Regions from separate parts of the Mus musculus genome. Here regions 1 and 2 are each linked to region 3. Evidence: chromatin contacts called from public Hi-C and HiChIP or PLAC-seq data. All regions are on one chromosome and are shown on one strand. The core of a region is the stretch at or near the end of the contact, and the rest is flanking DNA. Distances in the headings are between cores, read along the strand shown. Region 1 overlaps Umad1 (UMAP1-MVP12 associated (UMA) domain containing 1). Region 2 overlaps Umad1 (UMAP1-MVP12 associated (UMA) domain containing 1). Region 3 overlaps Ica1 (islet cell autoantigen 1).

Region 1 (2,968 bases), core at 321-2,820, 380 kb before region 3:
TCCTGTAGCCTCCAGCCTGGGGAAAGGCAGACCCTCAAAACAAGCCCAGTCTTTTGAAATTTTTCTACCCAGGAGATGCCATGAGGGTGTGGCCCCAAAGACAATTTCTACTATGTTTTGTGAATGTGAGCATTCCAAGAAATTAAGTTCTTAGCTTAAAATAGGCTTAAACATTATGCATTCCTAAGCTCGTTTACTTTGGTCTCAAGTGTGGAAATGCCTGAAAGCAGCATTTTTATACAGTTTGATGAACATCTTTCAAGGAATCCTCCATGGCTGGCATGGCTTCTGTAGCCCACTAAGCAGCTCCAGGCCACACTGGCCTCAGCAGCCAGCACCACTTCACAGCACTGAAGTTTATACTTCGGGCTAAATGCTTTTCCTTATGACTTTAATCCTCAAAGCAGCTTTTGAGGTAGACACTGCTGTTATGCATATTCTATAAGAAGGTGCTGAAAAGACCTAGCTCGCCCTGCGTTGCAGCAGTGTAAGAAGTGAGGCTGTGATGAGACCTGAGCATTCTGGCTCTGGCTCTACCCACCGCCTCTCACTCCTGTATACTTCTGGGCCTTTTCATGGCTTGACACTACATTCCATTAGATATATAAATACCAGCCTCTTCCCCTCACCACACCTTCTTTTTCATTATGAATTTCCCTCTTACTATAAAGCTGTTCTTAGAAATGTATTTTTATTTTTGGTTGCAATCTCAGAAGGTAAGAGACTTTGAACTCATTTTGATTGGGTCCTATATTCTGTTTACGTAGTTGTTTACTTATTTTCTGTTTCGTTTACCTAGTACTCTTATAATAAGTTTAGCAAATTTAAGTGAAAATTTATCATTGGCTACAAAACTACATTTTTCCGTACCTCAGGAAACAGTGGAATAGCCTTTCTGAAACAGTGAGAGCCTTTGTCTCTGTGAAGAAAATGGATACAACCTCCGCCCTGATCTTTTAGAAGAGATTTCCTAAATTCTCACCAGATGTATTAGAAGGGTACTCTGGGTTGAATCTCCCCAGTTCTCCTGTGTGTGGTTTGCTTTCTGCAATATCATCCCTGGACCACCACTTCTTCCCATGAGCTTATGCTCTCTTCTCCCCTCGTCTAGTCGGCTCTTCTCCATAATCAATAGTTTATAGTGTACAGACTTTGTATGCAACTTATTGACCTACTAGCAAGTTGGCTGCAACTAATGACATTCATTGTAGAATATCCCTTTTGTTCCATAAAGAATAAAGGAAGATGAAGAAAAGCAGATGAGGTACATGGAAATAAATTTGTATAAAGGAAGTTGCATGTCCATGATAACTTAGCATGTTCTTTATGGCCGCAAAATAAAATCAGAAGAGGGTGAGGAAATTGGCCTAATAGATATAGCTGGGACTAGAGAGACTGAAACTTGGTACCAATTATAGGGGTAGCGAATGAAGGTGATAGAGACTAGGAGGCAGGTTTGGGAGAGACTGCTAATGAACTGAAAAGAAAGCACAGTGCATGGTGATTCACTGCCATTGTGAACATGCACAGAAGCAGGGCTAGTTCTGCCGAGAGATAAGGAGGGACTGTGGAAAGCACTAAGGTTAACTGCCACGGAGACGTGGACCAAGTAAATAGTCAGCAGGCTGGAATGGATGGCCTTGTAACCCAAGAAAAGGTTTGTCTTTAGCAATTGCTTTTATAGTCAGAATTGTGTTGGTATATTCTGAGTTACAGTTTTGGCTAAGATCCCCTAGAGATGAGTAAGAAAGTCTAGCCCTAGAGAGAGTAACAGGAAAGTGGAGAAGAACCACAAAGAAGCCTGAAAAACACCCACAGAAAAATATGGCCAATACAAAGTATATATGTGTGTTCTGTGTGTAGCTTTGGCAGTTTTTAAAGATTTTCTGAGAATTACATAGCCAACTTCCTACAAACTATGACCAAACTATATGTATTCCTTAACTATCTGTTGCATTGTCTTATTCCCAAGTCTCAGTTACAACTGCCATCATTAGTGACCCATAGTTAACAAGAACCATCTTTGCCTAAGCATATACAGCCACCATTTCAGGAAAGAAACACTTTGTAAATGAGAGTCTGGAAAAGTTATTTGTTAGTAGGTGACATATGGAGGGCTGGGTGACAGCATGGTTAAAGGTACAATCACTCTAGCAGACAGGATGTTGTTTTCACAGGAAACCTGTTTATTAAATCAGGAGATTATTGTCTTGTATGAGAAAGGGATTGTCGCATGCAACAGTGTTCCTGCTGAAGTGAAAGGTCATACATGTGCTCACGTGTTAGATTTACATTTCACTGCCACACACACTTTTTCCAGTGAAAGAGGTTACATCCTTAGCCTTACACACCACACACACACACACACACACACACACACACACACACAGACACACACACTGGGAGGATTGGGGGAGACAGACATACAAATAGACTTGAGGGTAGGGTTTTAAAGCAAGGAACGTATCCAGACCATGGAGAGGGTGGCTGATAGTAGCCACAGTCCACTTAGGTCCACTTAAGGTCCCCACGCTCAGGAGGAGGAAATGGTGCCCCAGGGTCCCTACTCAATGCACATGTACGAAGAGATCTTAGAACTTACATCTGTAAATTACTGTACACTTAGATGACAGTCTTTGTTTTCTCAGTATATGTATTTGTACAGTATCTCATGTTTGTAAATATATATGATTTATATAAATTAAAAGAGGCATGAGCTCTAAAGTGTTTAAATTACTGTGTGTGTGTGTATGTGTGATTAAAATATACTTTGGAGTTTCCAACTTAAATCATAGCGACTCTTTGACTGTAGTAAATAAATTGGGACACACAGAAGCTTTTAAACACAAATTGTTCTGCCATCTCAGTGTACAGTAATTTACAGATGTGACCTCTAACCACTTTACCTGTCAGATATCGGGCAATTTGGTTGCAAAATGCAGATATATGCCTCAACCTTATTTTTATA
Region 2 (2,801 bases), core at 158-2,657, 360 kb before region 3:
CTCTGCGTGCAGAGTCTCTGGCTGATTCACAGCAACAACTCACACGGAGAAGCCGGGGGTCAGTGAGAGCAGCGCTGAGCTAGCTGCTGGGAGAGGCTGCCCAGCTCTTGTGGGGTTTCTGGGTCAAGAAATGAAAGAGGAGGGGGTAAGAGAGAAAAGTAGAGTTCTTGAGTTAGAGCAGTCTATTTTTGAGAGAATTTTGAGAATTCTATTGTCAGACAATATTTCTCGACTATTCTGGAGAAAAACAGTTTATGTCTTCTTTTTCCGTAAAAAAGTTGTTTTATCCTGGAGGGAATGTTAGTATGTTAGGGTTCTCTATGCACAATGTATTAATAGTATCTAATCACTGAAGTAATTATCTTTAAGGCTTAGGGGAATGTTGGGCATTAGTTTACTACTTAGGTGGAAGAGATCGGCGTGATTGTGCAGCTTTCTGCACAGTGACTCATTCGCACGTCTTCCTGCAGCACGAAAGCACGTGCATCAGTGAGGTCAGGGTCTGCCCTGTCTGTCTCAGCACAGGATCCAGAGTGTGTGCCCAAGAAGACTGTCAAATGAATACATTCATTACAATTCATTAATTAATAATGAGCTACAAGTAGAAAGTTGCCTTTATTTTAAGGGATTTTTAATAATTTTCACTAAGCAAATGTTTTATAATCAAGGGAAAACTTACTTAAACTGATGAATAGGAAGAAAAATCATTTTATTTTTTTACTTACCTGCATTTATTCTTTCATTCATTCATTCCACAAATATTTACTAAACCGTGACTATACCTAAGACACAGTACAAAGAACTGGGTAGATAATGATGAAAGAAATGGATGCAAGAAAGAAACTATCTACCTTGTGCACCAAGCACGTGATCTCTTCAATTTCACTTCACTTCAAGCACAGAGCGAGAGCTCAGTGTTGACCATGTGACCCCCTGTGATTGGAATAAAGCACTGCTCAGTGTTGACCATGTGACCCCCTGTGATCAGAATAAAGCACTGCTCTGCTGGAGGCTCAGGAAGTAGCCACCATGACTTTGTAAGTTCTAATTGCTTAGTGTCTTTATCAGGTTACTGTTACAAAGCGCCATACTGTATACTGGCTTACAGACAGTAGGAAGTCATTTTAAGTTCCAGAACTGGGAACCCCAACATCAAGGTGCTAGCAACTTTGCTATCAGATAAGAGAGCCTGCTTTTTTAGTTCATGGGTGGTTCCTTCTTGTGTCATCACATGGAGCTTTGACCGTCACCCCTTATTAAAGGAAACAGTCCACCTTATGAAGGTTCCACCCTCACGACCTAATTATCTCCCCAAAGCCACATCTCTTAATGCTATTACATTAAGAATTCAGTTTCCACATGTCAAACCAAACAGGTGGGGGTGGGAGGAACTGCAGCATAATAAAGGATGTACTGGATATGTCTATACAGCTTGACAGTTTACTTGTCGGTCTGGAGTCTTCCAAGGCTCCTTCTTAAGGAAAGGAGCATTCAGAGTCACCAGGGAATTGAGCTAGCTCATTGTCAGGCTGTGTTCTAGACTTTCCATTAGTACCTCAGAGGCAGTGTACATACTCAGATGAGTTAGAAGTGCTTTCTGAGCAATGGAACAACCAGTGTTCGCTATCAGAGAGCACAAAAGAAACGGGTGCTCCAGAGGAAACCACATAGTTAAATCATAAGAGGCTATCTATGGTTTATCATAAAAAAGTCAAAATTATTTGTCTTTACCTTAAACACCTAAAATAGAATTCTTTATTTCTCTTCTTTAAAAACCCAACAATGAAAACATTGTTGTATAGTCTGTACTGCTTATACCTTCACGTAGAAAAAAACTATCATCTAATCTGGGAGTTTTAAGCTCTGGTGAGAGACTCACAACTCCCACAGTGAGTGTAGTATGTATGAGCCTATGGCCCTGAGTATGGGACTGTCTAGCCAGCAGACTGCATTTTACTTATATCTAAACATTTCAACCTTCACTTGACCATGGAGAGGTCTACTTGTTGATTTTTGCAGCCCCAAAGCATCTCTGTCCAAGTTTTCATCATCTCGACATATCACCATTATCTATGGCAGGTGTAGAACTGAATCCCTGAGGCATCCTTGGCTCCACTCTGTCCTTCACATTCCTTTTTATCTCTTTCATGTCTTGTCATCCTAGCCTCTGGATTCCAGCAGTCCCTCAGCCTTGCCACTGTTAGAACACAAAGCCACCACTTGTGCCAGGTTTCTACCTCCAGTGTTCCCTTAGAGCCTACTGGTAACATAGCAAACCAAAGTAAATGTCAGGCACACTGTTTATTGGCTTGAGACTAGCTGAGTTCTCACTAAGGAGAATGAGCACTTAAGCCTAGAGCGGGCTCCAGGAACCCCTTCCCCTTCCATTCTCATTCCTCGCCATGCCCCAGCCTTCCGTCTGGGCCACTGGCCTTCCTGTCATTTCATGATGCTGAGCTCTTTCTCTTCTTGTCCTGTTGGCTGCTGGCACTCATGCTCCTTACCAGAGCTTGCCTTGGCTCTTCGTTGTCATAGAAACTATCATTTATTTTGCTAGCCTTTCTCATGACTATCTCTGCTGAAGTGTCACACCCCCAGTCGCCACCACATAACTTTGTTTCATCTTCTCCACTACAGTTATCTCTGTTTCTGATCATTTATTTACCACCTGTTAGAATTAAAATAGACCTTATAACTCAGATTCACATCTGGTATATACAAAGTCCTTTCAAAAAAATATGTTAGCAATTGATTCAACAACCAAATAAGAAAGCCGAATGTCATTTGGATGCATTTGTCTT
Region 3 (2,779 bases), core at 163-2,662:
AGCCCGTAATTATGAGTTCCCTTCCAAGTTGTACCATGTGAAAATTTAGGCTTTTCCTGTGGCATTTTGGCAGCAAGATTCACTGTGCTTGGGGGGACCCACAAATAACAACTGCTCCAGTCAGACATCTAAAGCAAACAAACACGGGCACATACCAAAACGAACCAACAAACACTACAAACTATGAAACAGATACATTTTAAAAGAGCATTAACTTTATAAAAAGAATTTTCACCTCACTTCATAAAAGGGCTCAACCCATATGTAGAATTGTACAATGAGCAGAGGCAGAAGAGACAATGGAGTCAGGCGCGCGCCCCCCCCCCTTTTTTTTTTTAAACAGGAACAAAGAAAAGCCCAGGAAGGTTAAAGTTCTGCTTACTTAACATCTGCCCACTGTACAGACCAAACAAAAGATTACCTATTCAGTCAACCCTGGCTGCTGGTGGGGCTCAGACCTACTCAGGCTTTGAATGGAAGTACAAACTGGTTTTATCCACAGAGTGGAGATGCAAGGCATACCCTGAAGGCCTCTATCACAGGGCCAGGAGAAAGGGGAGTGGAGCAAGCCTGTAATACTTAGAGGCTCGACTCCCCGGGGACCTGCCCTCAATTGCTGAAAGAGCCTGACCTCTGACAAGAACCAACGATTTCAGCAGTAATTAATAAAACTGTCAAATTAATTAACCCAAGTCTTTGTTCACAGGGGAAAAAAAAATGAAACATCTATTACCAATACTGCTGTTTATCAGTTGTAGAACAAACTCTTTGACTCAGACTGTCACCACTGGGACACAGGGTCACTACAGACTGGTGTCTCTAAGGAAGGTCCTACCTAGTAGACTGCCCATGCTTGTTAATAAGCCTTAGTGTACCGTGTCCTTTGATGACATGACCAGTGGATTAACAGGGCTCTACAACCTAATGGTATTTCTAACGGAGACAGACAGGCCTAAGAATCCCACCCTGTATCACTCACAGTTCCCAGAATGCCTTTCAGAGATCCCTTTGAATTACTGTAATGAAACACTGAGCTAATGCTGCAGGATTTAATTAAACTATTTAGTAAATGGCTCAGGTTAAGGCAGTGGTTCCTGCACCCTTGACTATAAAGGCTGAGTCCTACAAATGCCCACATATACATTTCCATGCTATCTCTTTAGAGGCTTCAGAACTATTTTCTTACACCTAGGCTAGCTTTTATTCCATTTAGAATAATTACCTCCCATCCCATTTCTGACGTTCAAGAAAAACAAGACACTTAATTGACCACAGAGGCTCTCAAGGGCACAGACTTCAGAGGCTCTGCTGGGCTCTCAGCTTCAGCTGATGTAATCTGCTATGAGAAGCTGGGTTCTATTTTTAAATCCTACCCTCTTACTCTACCTTCAAAGGGCACATATATCACACACTAACCTCACTCATAAAATACCGCGTGGTACTAGGGTGAACCATGATGTGAGGAGGAGCCTCCTACAGTACAGGGACAAGCAGCCCCACCTACATAAATCCACCCTTGGGTTCCTACGAGGTAGCCTGGAGAGCTGCTCCATGTGGCCCTGACTCTCCATATATCTCTTTTCTCCGAGTCATTTTGACAAGGAGCAGATGACTAGCAGGGCTCTTGCAGAGGGCTAGGAGCAAGCTTTGGTCTCTGTGTCCTCAGTTCTCTGACAGGAACACTTAGTCACAACTCCTAATGTTGATGTGCGGAGCCATCTCTAGCCCCTGGGCTTCAGAGAGTGCCAGATCATTTGCTTTGTTTTATGTGAAACTTTCACTCACCAGCTCTGTCTTGCGCACTCGTGACTGTGCTGTATAAAAGGTTTCAAGACATTTGAGAAATGCTAGGGGGGGAAATTAACCCAATGTTGGAGGTGAAAATTCCCTTCCAATTTGACTTTCATTTATGTTTATTCTGGCTTTGTAATCAAAGTGACGCTTTACTGAGTCTACCAGAGGTCAGACTGTGTTTCTCTCTGGTCTTCATCCTGCCAGGACCCAGGTGTGCCATATTTTATTTGGTTTCTACTCTTCTGCTCCCTGTTCTAACATGACATCTGACTGAGTTGTGAACACAAATTTTGTAACACCCATCCCTTTCTCAACACTTTTTCCACTCCCTCCTTACAGATTTGTGTGTGTGTGTGTGTGTGTGTGTGTGTGTGTGTGTGTGTGTGTGTATTTTGTACTTTCAAATGGAGTCAGACAGGTCTAAGAATCCCACCATATATCACTCACAGATCCTAGAAGGCCTAGAATATGTTTGCGTGTGCGCGCGTACACGCATTCGCGCATGTGCATGTGTGTCTGTGTATCTATATCTCTTTCTCTAGTCTTGCTTGTCTCTCAGGCCATGTTGCTTAGGCACCTATGTCTCTACATTTACATCACTTGATGCTGCTTCTAGGAGTTCTATTGCTTCTACCTCGGGCCTTTGCCCACATTGACTCCTCAGCTAACCACTGCTGTTTCCCACCCCTCTGTCCAGGTCCTTTCTATTTGTCTTGGTTTCTTTTCTGTTGACAAAAGCAACTGTATGGCGGATGGGTTTCTTTTAGCTTATTGTTCAAGGCACAGCCTATCATAAAAGCAAATCAAGGCGGCAGGAGCTTGAAGTAGCTGGTCATATTGCTCTCACAGGCAGAAGAAAATCGTCTGCTCTCTCAACTCTCCCTCTTTTCTTCATTCACTCCAGGACCCAAGCCATGAAATGGTTCAGTCTACAATTAAGATGGGTCTCCCCACATCAATGAATGTAATTAAGATAACACTATCT

The links. A called contact is a pair of places that touch in the nucleus more often than the background predicts. HiChIP or PLAC-seq counts read pairs in DNA pulled down with a chosen protein or histone mark.
Region 1: a contact with region 3 is called in a Hi-C map of Th1 cells, with 3 times the contacts expected there. The contact joins two enhancer-like sites. A contact is called at or near these places in 5 of 39 promoter capture datasets (the C10 cell line, the HPC-7 cell line, hippocampal neurons and 2 more), 3 of 15 datasets of contacts at CTCF or cohesin (the NIH/3T3 cell line, large pre-B cells and pro-B cells), 12 of 484 Hi-C or Micro-C datasets (B cells, the G1E-ER4 cell line, Th1 cells and 7 more), 4 of 115 datasets of contacts at active chromatin or transcription factors (CD8 T cells, embryonic stem cells, regulatory T cells and 1 more) and 2 of 9 other capture datasets (adipose tissue and embryonic stem cells).
Region 2: an H3K27ac HiChIP or PLAC-seq map of regulatory T cells shows a contact between it and region 3, with 4 times the contacts expected there. The contact joins two enhancer-like sites. A contact is called at or near these places in 6 of 39 promoter capture datasets (the C10 cell line, the HPC-7 cell line, hippocampal neurons and 3 more), 1 of 15 datasets of contacts at CTCF or cohesin (large pre-B cells), 4 of 484 Hi-C or Micro-C datasets (the C2C12 cell line, embryonic stem cells, myocytes and 1 more) and 1 of 115 datasets of contacts at active chromatin or transcription factors (regulatory T cells).

Annotation. Positions count from the first base shown.
Region 1 is chr6:8,349,546-8,352,513 of GRCm38.p6, forward strand. All of the region lies in intron 2 of Umad1 (UMAP1-MVP12 associated (UMA) domain containing 1), which reads left to right. Among named protein-coding and RNA genes, the nearest start is that of Gm46952, 5.5 kb to the left of the region's middle. Within about 2 kb of position 1,571, at least 80 of the 459 cell types and tissues checked have an H3K27ac peak or open chromatin away from gene starts, as enhancers often do. A contact at or near this core is called in CD8 T cells, Th1 cells, granulosa cells and 1 more, where this site is marked.
Region 2 is chr6:8,374,009-8,376,809 of GRCm38.p6, forward strand. All of the region lies in intron 3 of Umad1 (UMAP1-MVP12 associated (UMA) domain containing 1), which reads left to right. Among named protein-coding and RNA genes, the nearest start is that of Gm46952, 30 kb to the left of the region's middle. Within about 2 kb of position 1,408, at least 19 of the 459 cell types and tissues checked have an H3K27ac peak or open chromatin away from gene starts, as enhancers often do. A contact at or near this core is called in regulatory T cells, where this site is marked.
Region 3 is chr6:8,731,264-8,734,042 of GRCm38.p6, forward strand. The region is part of intron 6 of Ica1 (islet cell autoantigen 1); the gene reads right to left. Among named protein-coding and RNA genes, the nearest start is that of Ica1, 46 kb to the right of the region's middle. Within about 2 kb of position 1,413, at least 60 of the 459 cell types and tissues checked have an H3K27ac peak or open chromatin away from gene starts, as enhancers often do. A contact at or near this core is called in CD8 T cells, Th1 cells, granulosa cells and 1 more, where this site is marked.